Regions from separate parts of the Mus musculus genome. Here region 2 is linked to region 1. Evidence: chromatin contacts called from public Hi-C data. All regions are on one chromosome and are shown on one strand. Each heading gives the region's core, a stretch centred on a gene start, on an enhancer-like site or on the middle of the called end of the contact. The rest is flanking DNA. Distances are from core to core; before and after follow the strand shown.

Evidence for each region. A called contact is a pair of places that touch in the nucleus more often than the background predicts.
Region 2: a contact with region 1 is called in a Hi-C map of the N1E-115 cell line, with 6 times the contacts expected there. The contact joins two enhancer-like sites. A contact is called at or near these places in 1 of 15 datasets of contacts at CTCF or cohesin (stem cell-derived epiblast-like cells), 24 of 484 Hi-C or Micro-C datasets (CD4 T cells, CD8 T cells, the HL-1 cell line and 17 more), 30 of 115 datasets of contacts at active chromatin or transcription factors (the HPC-7 cell line, the NIH/3T3 cell line, cardiomyocytes and 18 more) and 3 of 9 other capture datasets (adipose tissue, liver and pancreatic islet).

The regions. Positions count from the first base shown.
Region 1 is chr11:117,890,063-117,894,399 of GRCm38.p6, forward strand. The region is part of intron 2 of Gm11725 (a long non-coding RNA gene); the gene reads left to right. Among named protein-coding and RNA genes, the nearest start is that of Tha1, 19 kb to the left of the region's middle. Within about 2 kb of position 1,784, at least 72 of the 459 cell types and tissues checked have an H3K27ac peak or open chromatin away from gene starts, as enhancers often do. A contact at or near this core is called in CD8 T cells, the HPC-7 cell line, the N1E-115 cell line and 1 more, where this site is marked.
Region 2 is chr11:118,013,826-118,018,164 of GRCm38.p6, forward strand. It overlaps Pgs1 (phosphatidylglycerophosphate synthase 1), which reads left to right. Exons shown (of 10, transcript NM_133757.2): 8 at 749-897. Among named protein-coding and RNA genes, the nearest start is that of Mir6933, 14 kb to the left of the region's middle. Within about 2 kb of position 1,751, at least 122 of the 459 cell types and tissues checked have an H3K27ac peak or open chromatin away from gene starts, as enhancers often do. A contact at or near this core is called in CD8 T cells, the HPC-7 cell line, the N1E-115 cell line and 1 more, where this site is marked.

The DNA.
Region 1 (4,337 bases), core at 534-3,033:
TTGAGAGGTCTTTGAAGGGAATTAATTAGGCTGCTTATTGACTGTAAATGCTTGCCGTGGATGATAAAGGGAAGGCTGGCCGCCTGTGTGGGCCCGACTCGGGCAACAATCGGACATTTCAGCCACATTCTGCTCCCTCTGGGGTCAGCTGCTCAGCTTGGCAGGGACCTGACCCTCTTGTCTGTCCTGCCCCCTCCTCCAGGAAGGGGCCAAGCACGCTGAGCCCTGCTTAGTCTATACCTCCACGCCCTGCTTCTGGTTTTGAAGGCAGTACTATCTATGCCACAAGTGAGCAGGGGTTTCTCCCACAGGAGAAATGAAGGGCTGTGCAGCGCGTTGGGAGCACTTTCCTAGAATGTTAGGGTCAAGTCCAGAGACAGGCTGGGGGCAGGTTCTTACCCTCAGCTCATACCTAGCTTGGGACCTGCTGGGCTGTCACTGGGCTCCAGCTGTCCAACCTACCTCCAGCCCCCACCCCCACCCCCACCCCAGTCCCAGCCCTTTTCTGGGAAGAAGGGAGAAACTGGAAATCTAGCAAGCATTCCTGCCCTCCTAGCGGGGGTCAGAGTGTAAACAGCCCTGCAGTTGGACACAGTTGGGGTGGATGAGGAGGGCAGGACCGTGCTGGGGTGGCGCCTGGCTGGCTTGCCAGGAGGTGGCACTGATAGCCTGGACTGAGAAGTAGCCGTGGTGGCTCCCTGTCGGATGGCCTCTGCTCCCTGCTGGCGGGTTCTCAGCTAGGTCAGCGCTGACCGGTTTGCTGATTTCATTCTTGCAGCAGCTTTACATAGATCCTGGCCGCAGAGTCAGCACTGGAAGAATGTTCTACTCTGTAGGGACTCTGGGCAGCCCCTGGCTTCCTTAAGGACTGGCTGAATGACTGAGTGGATCTTAGCCCCCTTGATCCAGTCAGAAGACCCACAGGGTGAGGGGTCTACCAGGACCATGGAATGTCACTACTGATGTCTTGTGGTGAAATACCGACTCAGCCACTGGGGGACAGTTCCAGGTGGAGCGTCTGAGGGCTCAGGAGTCAGCCCTAGATTCTCCAGCTGCTGCAGTTACTGGGTCCAGGAAGAACTTGCTGAGAGTCTCAGGCTGCAGGGTTGGAAACAGCTGGTGCCGAAGGAGGTCCAGTGGGGCCGTGCTCCAGACAGACAGGCTGTGGCAGCTCTGAGATAGCTGTAGGGAGAAGGCTGTGGAACCAGGTGGCTAGATATGAAGTTAGGGGACCGGGAGGAGATGGCAGGTGTCACCTTAGGAGCACAGGGACTTAGCTGTTGTCCATCAGGGAGCTAGGACTGTCATGGTCCTGGCAGGAGGAAAGATACTCTGAGAAGACTCTTAGGCACCTCCCTTTGGCTACTAGACTCTAAGAGAATGAACCCCTGAGAAACTGGAATCTCCACAGGAGACAGAAAGGGCTGAGGCCTGGTGTCAGCCAGAGGGGAGCTTGTCTCCCAGGAAGAGATTTCATACCATTCTGACAACTTGTTAGGCCACCTGCAGAAGAGAGGCCTTGTGCTTCCAGGGTCCAGCCAGGCGCTGGCATCTAGCAGACACTTCTGGTGCTTCCACAGCCCTCCTCGCCCTGTGCTGAAAGAAGCTCCCCCAGGGCTTCGTGAGCTGTCCTCTCGTGGGTTCAGTCATTGGCAGCACTTGCAGAAGTGGGGGGCCGGGTAGACCTGTGGTTACTTCCTCTGGATTTGTGGGTCTGTATGGTTTTCCTCCTCTCTCTTCCGCTGCCCCAGCTGCAGACACTCCACACACCATCTCTAACTGTCTCCAAAGTCCTTTGTGATGAGTTATTGCGTGTATACTTATAGTTGACATCTGCCTTGGCTGAGCCACCAAGTTGGTAAACAGGAAGACTTGAACCCGTGCCTACTCACCTCTATATTGCTTATCATCCCGCCGCTCCCCACCTCCCGACCCCGCAGCCCCTCGCGCGCGTGTGCGCGCGTGCACACACACACACACACACCTGTGTGATAACTGGGATTGTCTCCAGCTTCAGAAACCACAAATGGCTCTGAGAAAGAGAAGCCTGTCTTCCCCAAGGTTTCTGAAGCTGAGCACCTAGAACCTGAAGACTGTTGGTAGCCTCAGGAAGACAAGAGTCGAGGAAGAGTTGTGTACCCAAGGGGAAAGAAACAAAGGCAGCCAGGAGTTCAGGCCTGCCTGGAGCCCACCCTTCACTTCTGACAGAGGTCTCCTCTTCTGCTCCTTCCAGGTCTGGGTATCCATAGGTTTGCTCTTCTCAGCAGAGAGCCAAGAGACAGGAATCAGTGGCAAATGACCAATCAAATGCCTTTCTGGGGGCTAGGGGCGGGGCATGTAGCAAAGTGACCAATCAAATGCCTTCCTGTGGGCTGGAGCCGGGCCAGGCGACGTGAATTCACCTGTGCTGTCGAGGTAGATAGAATATGGCACCATTTGTGCTAAGCAGTCATTAATTCTGTTTTCAAACACTCAATGCGTCTGAGGGTGAATTTGAATTTTTGATCTTTCTTCCTTCCTTTTCCAAGTGCTGGGACCACAGACATGTACAAAGCCAAGGCTACAGATGCAGGGTTGTGGACGTGGAGAGGTTGGCAGAGCATTTGCCCCAGCGTACACAAAGCTCCGGGCTCCATCTCCACCACCCTGTGGTAGTGTTTGCCTCACACTGAACACCCTCAGCCGTCCGTCAGAAGGTAGGGAGATGCAGATCAGAAGTTCAGGGTCGTGCTTGGCAACACAGCAAGTTTTCAGACAGCCTGGACTACATGAGACTCAGTCTCTAAAAGAAGGTGGGCTGGGGCAGAGGACGACTGCTACAAGCATAAGGAGTTGAATTTGGACCCCAGCTGCAGAGGCAAGGGTCCGTAACCACAGTGCTCAGAGGGTGGAACTCACTGGATAGACAGTCTGGCCAAGTGGGAAGCACCTGGTCTCCAAAACTGAGGCAGAAGGCATTAAAGGTAGATTCCTGATGTCAGCCCACTTATGTATCATACACTGGAATGTGAAAGGACATTTCAAAGCAAGGGTGCATTATTAAAGCCAACTCTTGTAGCCGGGTGTGGTGGTGCACGACTTTAATCGGGAGGCAGAGGCAGGCAGATTTCTGAGTTTGAGGCCAGCCTGGTCTACAAAGTGAGTTCCAGGACAGCCAGGGCTATACAGAGAAACCCTGTCTCGAAAAAACAAAAACAAAAGAAGAAGCCAACTCTTGTCTTATTCTAACTTTGACTACTAATGTACGTGTGTTTGACGAGTGGGCACTCAGGCGACCGTGCACATGTGGAGGTGAGGGGACAACTTCGTAGAACTGGTTTTCCCCTTTCACCTTTAAGTGGGTTCCAGGGATCGAACTCAACACCAGGCTTGTACAACAAACATCTGCCCACTGAGTCATCTCACCAGCTCGCCCCACCTCCAGATATATATGTTATATATATTTGTTGTTGTTGTTGTTTGTTTTTGTTCTTAATACAGGGTTTTTTTGTGCAGACCTGATTATTCTGGAACTCACTGTGTAGACCAGACTGGGCCCAAACTCTCACAGAGACCCACCTGCCTTTGCCTCCTAAGTGTTGGTAATAAAGGCGTGTGCCACCATGCCTGGCTCCAGCCCTATTTTAAATTTTCATTGTGAAAGCATTGTGTTAGTCTCTGTTGCTCTGGCAAAACGCCACAACCAAGGCAACTCACAGAAGGAACGGTTTCTTTTGGCTTACAGTTCCTGAGGGATTGGTGTCCATCACAGTCATGACAGGGAAGGGTGGCAGCCGGCAGGTATGGTGGCCGGAGCAGCTGAGAGCTCACAACCTCGAACAGGAAGCAGAGAGTGAATGGAGAATGGTGGGGTCTTTTATCCTCAAAGCACACCCCCAGTGACACACTTCCTTTAGCCAGGCCACACCGACTGAACTGTCCCAACAGCATCAGCAACTGGGGACTGAGCATTCAAACGTGGAGGCTGCAGGGAAGGAATATCTCTCTTAAACCTCCACAAATGTTTTGAGTTGTCATTAGGCTTGAGTAACACCCCCCCACTTGGGCTCCATGGTTTTAATGTCCTCCATATTTGTCTAATCAACTTTTATTTCCCAGTAAAGTAATTTTTAAGCTTTTTTTTTAAAATTGTGGTAAAACATGCCATCTTAACCATTTTTAAGCATCCAATTCCGCAGTGTTAAGTAACTGGGTTGTGTAACTGCCACCGTCTCCTGACCCTGTCATCTTCTCCAGGCACAGCTCTGTCCCCCACAAGTTGCAGCTCCCCACTTTGTGCTACTCCAGCTCTGGCTCTCCGAGTCTGTCAGCTTAACTCCTGGTAGGACATCATAGGG
Region 2 (4,339 bases), core at 501-3,000, 120 kb after region 1:
AGATGCTCAGGACTAGCTCTGTGGGGCTTGGCTCTGAAGCCTTGGAGCTTGAGATCATAGAAGAGAGTGCAGAATGGGACCTGCCATAGGCATCTAGTAGTACTTAAGATCCTGCTAGAACAGCAGTGTCCCCATGTGTACTGTGACAGAGCAGCTTCTGTGGGACCCACTGGCAGCACACTTCTTTATGTGGTGCAGGTGGTAACTAGAGACACGAGCAAACTCCTAGGTGTCCTGAGGTAGAAAAGGTGGGCAGCTGTATGTAGGCAGGCCTGGTCCTACCAAATGCCTCAAACACCATGTGACAGCCACCTCTGCTGTTAGGTAGGGTAGAGCCTACTTGCCTGTTTGTTCTGGGCTCCCAGAAGGGATGGAGGCTCTGGTGAGCTCCGTCTTGAGCTGCACTTTGCCAACAGGTGCTTCAGGCAGTTGAAAGAGCTGGGGCTAGTGGTCTCTGGAGAGCAGTTAGGGGGAGGGGAAGACCCCAAGGACATCATTGACAAAGTTCATTCAGAGAAGCCAGCTCTCCCTGCTAGGGGCGTGAGCCACAGCCGAAGTAGCAGAGAGACAAATGGCCCTGCACTCAGTGGTGTGGAGCACCATGGCAGTAGCAGGCAGGAGGGAGCCTGGTTCAGTGCGCCCTGATGCTGCCCTGTGGCTGCTTCCCTCCTAGGTTGAGAGGACGGTGTGTGGCAGAGACCTGGCAGGTGTTGAGCTCACTTCCTGTCTGCACTTCCTTTTCCCGCAGGCCTCTGGCTGTACCTGGCAGGGAGCAGCCTGCCCTGCCTCACGCTGATTGGCTCTCCTAATTTTGGGTACAGGTCAGTTCACCGGGACCTGGAAGCCCAGATTGCCATCGTGACGGAGAGCCGGTCCCTGCAGCAGCAGCTTCATCAGGTTGGTTGGAGCGGTAGGGTTCTTGGGTACATGGTTGTCCTCACAGGCGGCTCGTGCCTTTGTCAGTAAAGACAGGAAGTGAGACTGTGTGTCTCTCAAGTCTAAGAGAAACCCTGCAAGGCTAGACCTTTGACTATTGATTGCACTGCCAGGGTAGGCTTGAATCTTGCCAAGGCCATTCCCTCCTTCCATGCTGGAGAGACCACCATTTCCTCACTGGGGCATGGGGCCCAGTCGTTTCTAAAAGGGAGGGTGAATCCCAGGGTTGGCTGTGGCTGTGTGGCTGTGGCCCTCCCTGTGGAGCAGGCAACAGACAGCTCAGGACTCAGACATGCTGTCCTGTGAATTCTCCTGCAGCAGAGCCCTGCGCTTTGGTCTTGGAAGGACCTAACAGCTTTGCTTTGCAGGAGCCCCTGTGTGGGTTGGAACAAGATTCCTATTGGAGTCTTGGATATAGGACTCTTGCTCCCAGGCAGACCTCCAGAGCCGTGCTTGGTGGTTTTTATTTTGGTTATTTAAGTCTATCATGTGTGTATGAGGTGAGTGTGATGTGCGTGTGCCACGACACCTGTGTGAAAGGTAGAGGTCCATTTATGCAAATGGGCTCTCTTAAGGTATTTGCGTCTCGGGCTTGTAGGCCAGGCTCCTTCTGTGCTGAGCCCTCCCGCTAGCCTGCACACTGACATCAGGCTGCGGTGTTTGGGAATGGCTGTTCACAGCTTTGCTGGTGAGTGGGTGGGGAAGTGGCTCTTACTGCTTTGTTCTCTGGACCTGCTACTGTGTCTGGAACCTTGTCACCAAGGGCCAGGTGCCAGTAAGGTTCTGTGACAGGGCAAGGGGAAGTGACAACAGCCATGCCCTATAGCCAGCGGGTGATTGGGTGTGCTAGCAGATTTCCTTCAGCTGACTGAGGAAGCTCTCAAGCTAAGGGCTTCCCATAACAGGGTAACTGTTAGCCTCGGAGCCTGACTGTGAGGAAGGGGCGAGCCTGTGGCTCTGGACAGTGGGTCTGCCGGATTGTTCTTGCTGGTGCAGAGAGCTCTGTGCGCAGATGCCTCCCCAGAAAGAGCTGCTAATGCTTCTGGCCTAGGCAAGAATGAATTCTGGGAGATTTGGGGAAGCAAGTGCCCAGGCTTGTGCCCCAGGTCCTAGTACTGACAAGACCCCACTTCCTGAGATGGGGACTTAAACCCACATCCTGGATTTTGAGAAAGCAGCCTGGTTGTGGTCTGAGCTGATTTCTCAAATGACATACTTGGGATAGTTTCTTCCCAAACCTGCCTCCCAGGGGCTTTGGATGGTGGGAAGGTGGCAGCTCAAGCTGCTGTAGCGCTTCCATTCTCTACAGTGTATTGATTCAGGGTCTGTGAAGTAGAGATGAGTTTCTAGATGGCTCCATTTGCTGCAGTGTGCTTTGAGGCCTGCAGCTGGCCTCCTGACCTTCAGTGTCTGGTTGCTGAGTGCTGTGTGCAGCCTCGAGTGCCCAGCCCTTGGCCTGTGGCCCCACACTCAGAAGTCTGCTGCAGTTCTCTTGGGACCCAGGGAAGGGCCCTGTCTGTGTATGGAGCCTTGAAAATGGAAGATATTTTTACCAGAGCCCCGAGTCCCTCCCTAGTAGAGCGAACAGTAAGAACTGAAAGCGTCCTGGTTTGGTTCAGAGCTTAGCTTCCCACCTGACCTGAGAGGCTCCTCGCACAGCACTGTGACCCCACCAGCTGACTTCCTCCTCCATCCCTGCTGCGGCCGCTGTGAGGACGCAGAAGCGTTTCTGGTAATTTAATTGAGATCTTGGCTGGGTGTTTACTAAAGAGCAGAACTGGAGCTGAGTCTGTGGAGACTTCTACAAACCAGTCCCAAGCTGGCTCCTCCACAGAAACAGCCCATAGAACCTGAGGCTGGTATTCATGGCGTGTGGGGACTGCCATGATGGGAAAGCCAGCTGTGAGGACAGAGTTTGAAAGTTTGGCATGGGCATTGGCTTCAGGATGCTGCCTCTGCGACAGTCACAAGTTTGAAGCAAGTACAGGGGATGTGGAGCTGGGCCCTGGGTCTCTACCTCTGTGGGCAGTGCCTCAGAGACTTCGGTGAGGTGTCCTCTCAACTCTGCTGACTGGAGGGACTGCTGATGAGTCTGTCCCTCCTGAGCTGATCTCTTCTCGGTTTTTTCGAGACAGGGTTTCTCTGTATGGCTTTGGCTCTCCTGGAACTCAGTCTGCAGACCAGGCTGGCCTCAAACTCAGAAATCCGCCTGCCTCTGCCTCCCAAGTGCTGGGACTAAAGGTGTGCGCCACTTTCTCAAATGACATACTTGGGATTGCTGCTGCTCCTCCTGCTCCTCTTGCTGCTGCTGCTGCTGCTCCTCCTTCTCCTCCTCCTCCTCCTCCTCCTCCTCCTCCTCCTCCTCCTCTTCCTCCTCCTCCTCCTCCCCTGGCTCCTCTTTCGGATGATGCTGGCCCTGCAAGGCTCTGTCAGGACCTCCTGTGTATGCTGATGGTCATAAAGCTGTGACCCTCAGAATGGGTGTAGGTGTGGCCCAAATGCTCAGGAATGCATCTGCCAGAACATGAGGACAGCATGTGTAGAGTGTCCATACAAATGTCCCCACAGCTGGCTTCCCCATTGTGACAGTTCCCACATGCCTTGTGTCTTAGGGTTTCTGTTCCTGCACAAACATCATAATCAAGAAGCAAGTTGATTCAAGAGGAAAGGGTTTATTCAGCTTACACTTCCACATGGCTGTTCATCACCAAAGGAAGTCAGGACTGGAACTCAAATAGGTCAGGAAGCAGGAGCTGATGCAGAGGCCATGGAGGGATGCTGCTTACTGGCTTGCTTCCCCTGGCTTGCTCAGCCTACTCTCTTATAGAACCCAGGACCTCCAGCCCAGTAGGCCCTCTCACCTTGATCACTAATTGAGAAAATGCTTTACAGCTGGATCTCATGGAGGCATTTCCTCGAGGGAGGCTCCTTTCTCTGTGATAACTCCAGCTTGTGTCAAGTTGACACACAAAACCAGCCAGTACACCATGAATACTGCTGTCCGGTTTTATGGGCTGTGGTCCGTGGAGGAGCCAGCTCTGGTCTGGGGGAGGGGCTGGTTTGCAGAAGTCTCCACAGACCCAGCTCCACAAACCTAATATGATTGGAGACAAACATGTATATGTTAGTTTTCTTTTATTACCATCCCTTCTGTACACACACACACACACACACACACACACACACACACACACTTACGTACGCGCGCACGCACGCACACACTCACACACACTGGTGCCACAACATGGTGTGGACAAGTTAAAGGAGTCACTTCTCTCCTACCGTAGGAATTGTCAGGCTTGGAGGCAGTGCCTTTACCAATCAGTCTGCATGTATCTTTTAAAACTTGGTTTTAAAGGTAAAAGTTTAAACATTGCTTGGGACAGAAGAAACTGTGTCTTCA